Regions from separate parts of the Hordeum vulgare genome. Here region 2 is linked to region 1. Evidence: chromatin contacts called from public Hi-C data. All regions are on one chromosome and are shown on one strand. Each heading gives the region's core, a stretch centred on a gene start, on an enhancer-like site or on the middle of the called end of the contact. The rest is flanking DNA. Distances are from core to core; before and after follow the strand shown. Region 1 holds the start of LOC123399801 (bifunctional aspartokinase/homoserine dehydrogenase 2, chloroplastic). Region 2 holds the start of LOC123395508.

What was found. A called contact is a pair of places that touch in the nucleus more often than the background predicts.
Region 2: a contact with region 1 is called in a Hi-C map of leaf, with 5 times the contacts expected there. The contact joins the promoter of LOC123395508 here to the promoter of LOC123399801 in region 1. A contact is called at or near these places in 3 of 6 Hi-C or Micro-C datasets (all in leaf).

What each region holds. Positions count from the first base shown.
Region 1 is chr5H:378,743,424-378,747,827 of MorexV3_pseudomolecules_assembly, reverse strand. LOC123399801 (bifunctional aspartokinase/homoserine dehydrogenase 2, chloroplastic) reads left to right here and starts at 2,862. Exons shown (of 19, transcript XM_045094183.1): 1 at 2,862-3,059; 2 at 4,272-4,334. The coding sequence starts at 2,980.
Region 2 is chr5H:379,126,172-379,130,960 of MorexV3_pseudomolecules_assembly, reverse strand. LOC123395508 reads right to left here and starts at 1,738. Exons shown (of 12, transcript XR_006609774.1): 1 at 837-1,738; 2 at 588-748; 3 at 252-312; 4 at 112-177; 5 at 1-19.

The sequences.
Region 1 (4,404 bases), core at 1,613-4,112:
CAACGACACGGTGGCCAACATGTACGCGCTTGCCGCCATCAAAGAGGAAAAGTAGAACATGTGAGGACGTCGCAACTTGGGTCCCACGATGGCCACCGCTGCGACATCGCCGACGTGCACGACCGGAGACTTGCCCAGGCACCCTTCCTTCTAGCAGAAGCATATCGCTCCGGTGCCACTCGATGAGCGGTTCTTTGCGCTGAAGCATATACCTTTGGTGCTCACGGCAGTCCGATGAGCAGGGTGTTGGACATGGGGAAGGTAAAGAAGTTTCATCGCGGTTGGCCATAGACTAGTTTAGGATATCCATGACGTGGGAATGTATATCCACTGATGATGGTGATAGACTAGTATTGCCTTAGTACGATATATTTTATAGTTAAAATATGACCGAAATGTAAATGTCCTCGTCTGGTTTATATGAATATAATCTGGTTTGAATGAAGTTCGTCCGGTTTTCAAATAATGAATGAAATACTCCATTTGTTTTTAAATATAAGTCTTTATAGAGATTCCAATAGAGACTACACACGGAGCAAATAGAGCGGATCTATACTCCAAAATATGTCTATATTCATCCGTAGTAGTTCTTACTAAAATCTCTACAAAAATTTATACTAACGGGGGAGTATATGTGAGCAACATTGGATAGCCACCTCAGTATTGGTCTCCCTATTCGCAAACCGAGGGGGCGCCAGTTTGCATCTTAGCGTGTTTGAGATGCCATAAGAGCATCTCCAGTCGCGGCCCCAACAGGCCCCCAGGACTCTTTTTTGTCGCCGGTTCTAAAAAATCCACCCACTCGCGCCTCCAGGACCTTGTTTTTTGCCGGTTTTGGTCGAAATTGGCGCTGGCGAACCGAGGCCGAACCCATCACGCGGTGGCATCTGGGGGCGCTGGGGGAAAGAAATTAGGCGCGAAAACAAATCGCGCCAAATTCCTTCTGCGCCGAGAACGTCCGCCCTCCTCGTCGCCTTGACTCCCGCGCCGATTCAATGCGTCAGATTCCAAGGTATGGCGGCGCAGTGATGGCACGCCGCCGCGCGTCACGCCCTTTCCCACCACGCGTGCATACCGTTCCCGCCCCTTCCCCACTATAAAAGCCGCGCGTAGCTGCCGCTCGCCGCACACTCCGTCCTCCATCCTCTTTTCCCGTCTCTCTCGCCTTCGCCATCGGAAACTTTCCCCAGTCCATGGCGGAGAGGTTCCCCGGTGACAGAGTGGCTGCAAACGACTTCGACCGCCGGATGTTGCATGAGTGGGAGACGCACGCCCTCCGCGAGGCCAACTACCCGGCGCTGCCACACATGGGCGTGCCGGGCGCTTGGAGATTGAGCGGCGGAGGCGTCCCCATGCCCCTCCACCATCCGTTGTGGAACGCCGCGGTGAGGTCACGCGCATCCGGGCGTCCTTGCTGGAGCATGCGCGGCAGGAAGAAAGATACGCCACCGACAACTTTCCTTTATGGACGACGTACTTCGAGCGCCGCCACACCGGCCAACTTGCCTCCACCAACGGATTTCTGGCGCCAAGGGGGCACCACAACTCTAACGTCCGCCGTCGGTGGTGAGGCGTCCCCGAGCGCACGCTCCACGCCGTCCTCGAGCACATCAAGGGCAGCAACGAGCCGCTGTTGAAGTACCCGGCGCCATCGTTCTCGCGTCGCAGCAGGAGCTCGTGGTTGCTGAGGCGAATGACGGGGTCCTCCTCCCGCTCCTTCGGCACGTCGCCGCAGCTCGCCACCGTGAAGGCCGAGCCCCAAGAGACGTCAGAGCGCCGCCGCGGCCATGGTGGCAACCTCGTTATAAACTAGGGCCGCCGCCAACCTTCGCCTCCCTGTGGCCACCTTCGCCTGATCAGGCCGAAGAAGGAAAAGGAGATGACGCCGTCGCCGGTGGTCATCAAGCACGAGCATGTTGAGATGGCCGCCGACCTTGACATCGGCCTGAAGTGGTCGTGCAACGACTACGTTCGGGAGGAGATGGAGTGTCAGCGCCGCGCTTTTGAGAAGATCGCCGCACGACGTCGCAGTCACGAAGAGGGTGGCGTCATCATCCTCGACGACAGCGACGAGGAGGCGCCGGCGCAAATCGCCCCCGTCCGCAGCGATGATCCACATAAGGCTGTAGCAAGGACAACACGCATGATGGCGACGGCGGCGACATAGTTTTTTTAATGTTTTTATGTACTTTTTTAATTTGTACAAATTTAAATGAAATCGCCTAAGTTTCATTCAAAATCGAGTCAATTTCTTCGAATTTGATCCAAAAACATGCCTAGGCGTGCGCTTAAGCATGCATAGGCCCTAGGCGACAGCAGAACGCCTAGTGCTTAATCGTGCTAGGTGTGCACTTATGTGAGATAGGTGCTATGAAGAGGCATCTCCATAAGTCAGCCTGGGCATTCGGGTATTTTGGTTATTTCGGTTCGGGTAGTTCGGTTTATGGGTAATTCGGGTATTCAAAAATGAAAACCAAAATTATTTCTGTCAAAAAATTACCCGAACCCAAATTACCCAAAATTTTGGTTCGGGTACCCAAAATACCCAAAATATTCTGAGCATGCATCGACTTTTGATATGAATAACTCGGATAGTATGGGTATTTTTGATAATATGAGTATTTTAGTTAGTATGGGTAACAAGTTAGTGTAATAATAGCATGAAAATTTTGGACCTTGGGGGCGTGTGGGAACCCGAGCCCCTTCAAACCGATTTTAGTGCCGGTTTGCCCCCAAGCGACGGTATTTCATGCCCGGTGGGCGAACACTAAGAAAGAAAAATAAATCGTGAATTTTCTAAAAAAAACAAAAAGATCAGTGAATATTATATTTGCTTCGACAACGTGATAGCGGCGGCTTGCGCGCGGGGGGTTAAAGCAGGGTTTTTGGCGTCTAGCCTTTCCCCGTTGTAGCCTCCTCCCTCGCCACTCCGAGCCCCCTCTCCTCCCCGCCTTCCGCGCCGCCTCGCCCCGCCGCGAGATGCGGAGCCTCGCCGTCGCGAGCCCCGTCCCGACAGCCGCCGCCCATCGACGGAGGCTCCGGCCGTCCGCCTCCGGCAGGTTCGTGACCTCTCATCATTTCCTTGGCCGCTAGCGTCGATAGGGTCCTTCTGCGGCACGACTAGCTCCGACGGCGCTCCCCGATTCGACCACGTCGAGTGCTGGCGGCGATCTTATACGCTGATAATGTATTGACCGTGGGCGCGATTTTCCTGGGTTTCATTGGGGGGATATTGTTTAGATTGCCTAGTAAACGGGGCTTACGTGTTTGGTAGTATGACGATGCTCTGATGAGGCGCAGACATCAGGAATCTGTGCTATCTACGGCGTGGATAGACTTGCTTGATTTTATTGAACAGAAATGGACAGCATCTAAGCTTGTCAAAGATATTACTTCCTCTGTTTTGGGCAAGTGCATGGCTTCCTTTAACGCCTGCAGTCAAAACTGTTTTAACACCGAGTCACTGACCACCAATATACGAAAAATTATTATAACCTATATTGGTTGGGTGAAAATAGCATTATTAGTTTTGCCAGGAAAAATATTTTCATAGTACATATTTAGAATAATTGTTTACTAACATACAAATATAAAAAGTAAAAGAAAAAAATACAAATATAAAAAGGAACAGTCAAAGGTTTATGTTGGTAATGCGCCCATGTTTAAAATTTCACATATTTCTGAATGTCGGGGGTAATGATTTGCTAATGGAACTTGTTGAATAAGGGTATATCAATAGTCAAGTCAATCTAAGATGTGATTTGTGGGCATCGTACTAGTATGAACACAACAACCCATGTATACTCATACTCTTACACATGGTGTAATGATAGTCGTTAGGAGGTGGTCTTGACCTGGTCAGGATGTTTGTATCTTTTAAGCAAGGTCCGGAAGCATGAAATGGATAGTTCATTTGCTTGGAGTTTTCCAACAGAATTCGAAGTAATGAACATCGAGCTATGGATCAAGAAATGCCCATTTCATACCGTTTTCATCTTCACAGTCACAGTTTGAAACTTGTGCCCCATATACCAGTCTACTAAAGTTATAAAACAAATGGATTACTACTGATGCATTCTGCATCGACAACATGATTGTGAACTTCCAGTGGAGATAAGTTAGTTAATGTAGATTTTTGTTACCATGTTGTATCTTCTTAGATCTGACATTCTGCACCCCTATCACTATTTGTTTTATTTGGAAGTTTTCACTGCCGCTCTTTCAGTCCATCTCATGTTACACTGACGTTAAGCTGCTTGATAAATCTTCAGGGAAGTAATTTCACAATGTTTGAAGTGTGAGATAAATCAGGACCGACCTTTGGGAGCTCTAAGGTAGTGTTTTGTGCAGTGAATGTTGTTCTGACTTAATTAATTTCCTTTCAACTAGAAATGATCTGGCTTA
Region 2 (4,789 bases), core at 489-2,988, 380 kb before region 1:
GCTCATCAACGACTTTCCACTATAACTTCAATAAACATCAGAAGGAAATTATGCACGCAGTTTGCACAAGGGAGAAAAGAAACGGAATTAGCGAGTATAAAATCTTACTACCTCCTGTTCACTGAAGAACTCAGAAACCATATGCAGCTTAGCTTCTTGTGGTGTCCAACCAAACGTCTGTGGTATAAAGTAATCATGACTTCAGGAAAACGAGGACAAAGCACAACTGTCCAAAAGTAAATTAAGCATACCTCACGAGAAATGAAGATATTAGGAAAACCAAAATCGACGAATGCTTGGGAAGAATAGTATCTGCAAAGATTTCAAAAGGAATATTAATATTACCGATTTACATGGAGAGTGATCTTAGCATTTGAATCAACAGATAAATTGTGCATCCTTATTGTGGATTGTACAACAAATCAACAAAGTAGATCAAAACCTTATGCTAAGGCAATACAAATTTCTCGATCTTGTTGCAACTTACAAGTCTTTGAGCATTCATTTAGTCTCTATGCATTCTGTTCATTCAAGTAATGCAACATTCATCAAACATAGCATGCAGAAACATACAGGCAGACTCTTACCCATCTGACGTGGACATAATGACCGGTAAGCACTGTTCATTAGCACCGAGTGCTATCACCCTCCAAATGAAGCTGTCATGGTACACAGCTGCAGGCACCATTGTATCGTCCTCGCATATCGCCTTCCTCAGGGCATCGACGTTGTTCAGCACCAGCTTTGGCTGCAAATCAACAATGTCATCACTGACACACTACCTCACATTGTCCTCATGAACCCTCGCACCAACTGAAAATCACACAAAATTCTACCTGGAAAAAATCCTCCTCGGCTGCGCCTGACAACACATCCAGCAGGAGGCATGGCCAGTCTGTGGCTGAATTGGCCAGTGGACGGGAGAACCGGCCTGTCCTGTTCATCTCCCGCACCGCCTCCTTCCTCCACCCCTCCTGCATCCCGAGAACTTCCTTGGCCACCCGCAGCGCCGCCATGGCCTCCTGCATGTACGCCCTCTCCTCCATGGAGCAGTTCGGTACCTCCCCCTCGCCAATGCGGAAGGTGGGGTCGTCACCACGGGCCGAGGAGGTTGCAGCTAGGACAGCCCTCGCCCAGAGCACCGGAACCGAGTTAGTTGCCTGGCCGCGGCGGGAGGCAGGACCCGCCAGGCGAGAGAGCACGGTGTGGAGGCCGTGGGACCGCGAGAGCGCGGCGAGCACGTCCTTGGAACCGACGGCACCTCGGAGTACAGCGGCGCGGGTGAGTTCCTCCAGCGCAGACTCGAGCCGGAGGCGGAGGGAGGGCAGGGAAGGAGGCGTGTCGGCGAGGAGAGACCAGGGCGCATGAGCAGGGGAACTGGGAGAGGGGTGGAGGAAGTCTACGAAGGCGGCGTAGTGCGGGGGCTCGGACCACTGAGGGAGGAGGCGGTTGAGGAGGAGCGTGGACTTGCCGACGCCGCGGGGGCCGTGGAGGAGCAGCGGTTGCGGCACGCGCGGGTGGAGGGCGTGGTTGTGGAGGACGGTCTCCATAACCGGCCGCGGGATCACGCGCCACGGGCGGCCGCCTGCCCCGGCGGCGGCGGCAGCCATGGCGAGCGGCGGCGCGCGGAGGTGGTTGCAGGGTTCTGTGGGGTTTCCGGGGAGACGGGTGTGGTGGTGGTGGTGAACACGAATGGAGCAGAAAGAAAGTCAGATGGGATCGCGAAGTTCCGGGCCGGGCCAGGCCGGTCAGGAATAATACCAAGCCTGGTTATTTTATTTTTCTGCGTGGCATCCTAAAAAATATGGAACGTTCAAAAAAACTACTAGTAGAGTGTTCGCGTGATATCACGGGCCATGAATTTTTTATCAACTGTATATACAGACATAATGCATGTCAAATTTTGCATATGTAGAAATGATAGCACATAGCAATCAAAAAGTATTTGAAATCCACTTCAGTTTTGATGTTGTAAGATGATAAAAGACATAATAGAAAGTTGTGTACATAAAGAGCAATGATCTAACTAATTATTTGTTACAAACTTAGGTATATTTGATGGGTGTCGTGGGTATAAGTCTGACAGTAGATGTGTAGGGTACGAAAGGATGGGCAGAGCCTTAGCTATGGCGAGGATGTATGAGTTCAGGCCCCTCTACGGTGGAGGTAAAAGCCCTACGTCTCAGTGCTCTTGGAAGCTTAGTGTCGAGTGAAATATAGGATTACAGTAAAAGTCAACCCATGCACCAGTGGGGAAGGGCGGCTTATATAGAGTGCGCTGCCCTCCACAACGGCCCGGTGGACAGGGGTGGTATAGTGGCGAATAAATGCCTACGTTACAGGTAACGTATGCCTTAAATGCTAATAATGGTGTATGAAAACGTATGACCGTTGCCCTCCTGGGAGGTTACGATGTACAGAGTGGAATTCAGTCGGTACTTAAATACGCTCCGAGTGCTCGTCACCGACTGGATGATGGGGGAGTCCTTAGTTCAGTCGGAACTGTCTAAGGGCCTTGTCCTCTATGAAGGGTAGTCCTTGGGTAGGACCTATAGGGCAGGCCTATGACCCTACCCTGGGACTATAACCCCATCATTAGTCCCCGAATGGATCATGGTTGGAACGATGAAGTGATGCCTGGAGTACGGATCCGACTGGTATGGATGTGACTTTGGCGTTGTTTGCCTCGATCCATTTTATCCTTTCGACCAGTGATCCGAGTGAATATACCAGTGAAACGAACCGTCAGGGACCGAGTGCTTCCGCGGAATCTTTCGATGTGACCGGTCAAACTGACAGCGGCGGATTTTCCGGGATTCTCAAATTTCGGTTGCCACGCGCTCAGCGGGGATGACGACATCGCCATCGAGTAGTTTCTGCCGCCTCAATTACCGCGCCGTTATCTTCTCCACTAACATCGCAGCAGCCGGTCGGGGGGATAAGATTTCGGGGCCACCTGTTAGCGACTCAGTCGGAAGCTTATTTAAGCCCTTCCGACGGGGATCTCTTGTTGCACTGCTCTTCTTCCTCGCATTAACCTCGCTCCTCCCGCAGCTCCCTGCGCGCCCCAAGCCTCCTCCTTCCTCTCCTCCTCTGCGGATATGTTGCCTTCACCATGACGAAGGGGCAGACCAACAAACTCGAAGCGCAAAAGAAGAAGAAGAAGAAGAAGGGGGGCTCCTGCTCAGCGGCGACAACGGGCGCTGCCGGCGGGTTGGATCCAGGGGGATTTCCTCCCCTCCACGGTGACGGCGGACGACTTGCTGGAGCTAGTGGAGCACGGCATGATCGCCAACAAGTCGTGGAGGCTGCCGGCGGAGGGCGAGACGGAGCCGGCGCCGAAGGAGGGGGAGCGCGTCCTGCTGCTCAGCCACGTGTTCAGGGGTTTCTCCCTGCCTCCCCACCCCTTCTTCAGAGGTATTATGAATCACTTCGGAGCGCAGCTCCATCATTTTCCTCCGAACGCAATAGCCCACCTTGCCGCATTTGTCACCCTTTGCGAGTGCTTTATTGGATGTCCTCCCCCCCCCCCACTGGGGCTCTTTAAGTACGTATTCTCCGCTAGGTCCCAAACTGTCAAAAAGCTTAGCCAGTCGGACGATAAGACCCATCTCCTCCAACTCTGCGGGGGCTTAGGTGAAAGTGCATGCTATGCCCCTAATCGTCTTTTGGTGTTAATGACAACACATACATAGGAAACTAATCCTATTTGTTGAGTGTATCTCAGGATGGCAAGTAATTTAGTAGATTGAGAATTATGTGCCAAAGGTTGTCTGAGAAGATTGGGGATTTATATTTCGAGAAGGCTCGGGATTAAGAAAAGATGATGTAGACTAGTCTTTTGAGTTTACTGATATTGAGTATAGGGATCCCGCACTATTAAGAGGGGATCACAGGTTTTGCGATGAACTTGCTCATACCACATATTTACTATCATACCCAATACCACATATTCTCCACTCTGTTCTTATATAAAAACAGGTCTATTGCCTCGGACATCCGGCTCCCTCCGGACGTCCGAGGGCCGGACGACCGGCAGGCTTCGGAAATCCACAGCCCTTCACCAGAAGTTTGTGAGTCATATAACTCGGAAATCCGGCTCCCTCCGGACATCTGAGGGCCGGACGTCCGACCAGCCCCGGAAATCCGGAACCCTGCACCAGTAGAAGTTGAGTTCTACAACTCGGATTTCCGGCTCCCTCCGGACGTCCGAGGGCCGGACGTCCGACCCCCTTCGGAAATCCGGAACCTACCACCGGAAGAAGTTGAGTCGTATAACTCGGATTTCCGGTCCTCTCCGGACGTCCGATCGCTGTTCAAGTCAAAACAGTTTCAGTCATATCTGCATGCCTCGGACGACCGACCCCTCGCGGACGCCGGGCGTCCGGCAACTATCGGACGTCCGGACCCTGTGTGACTTAAAGTGCCCCCAACGGCTGGATTTCACTCCCCACTATATATACTCTTCTCCCACCTCGGGAAAGGGTGTTCAACACAACTAGAATACACCCAAGAACACCTTTCCTCTCACTCACTCTTGTCTACACCAAATCCTAGATCCCAAGAGCATTTGTGAGTCCCTTTGAGTGTTGTTCCAATCAAAAGATAGATCGTCTCCCTCTCCTCCTTCCACCAAAGTGATTTGTGATTTGAGCAAGTTTTGAGCAATCCCCGTGATCTTGTTACTCTTGGAGGTTGGAGAATCCTAGGCGGTAGGAGTCTTCGGAGAGGAATCAAACCATTGTGATATCCCCCGGAAAGTTTGTGAAGGTTTGGAAGCCACCTCAAG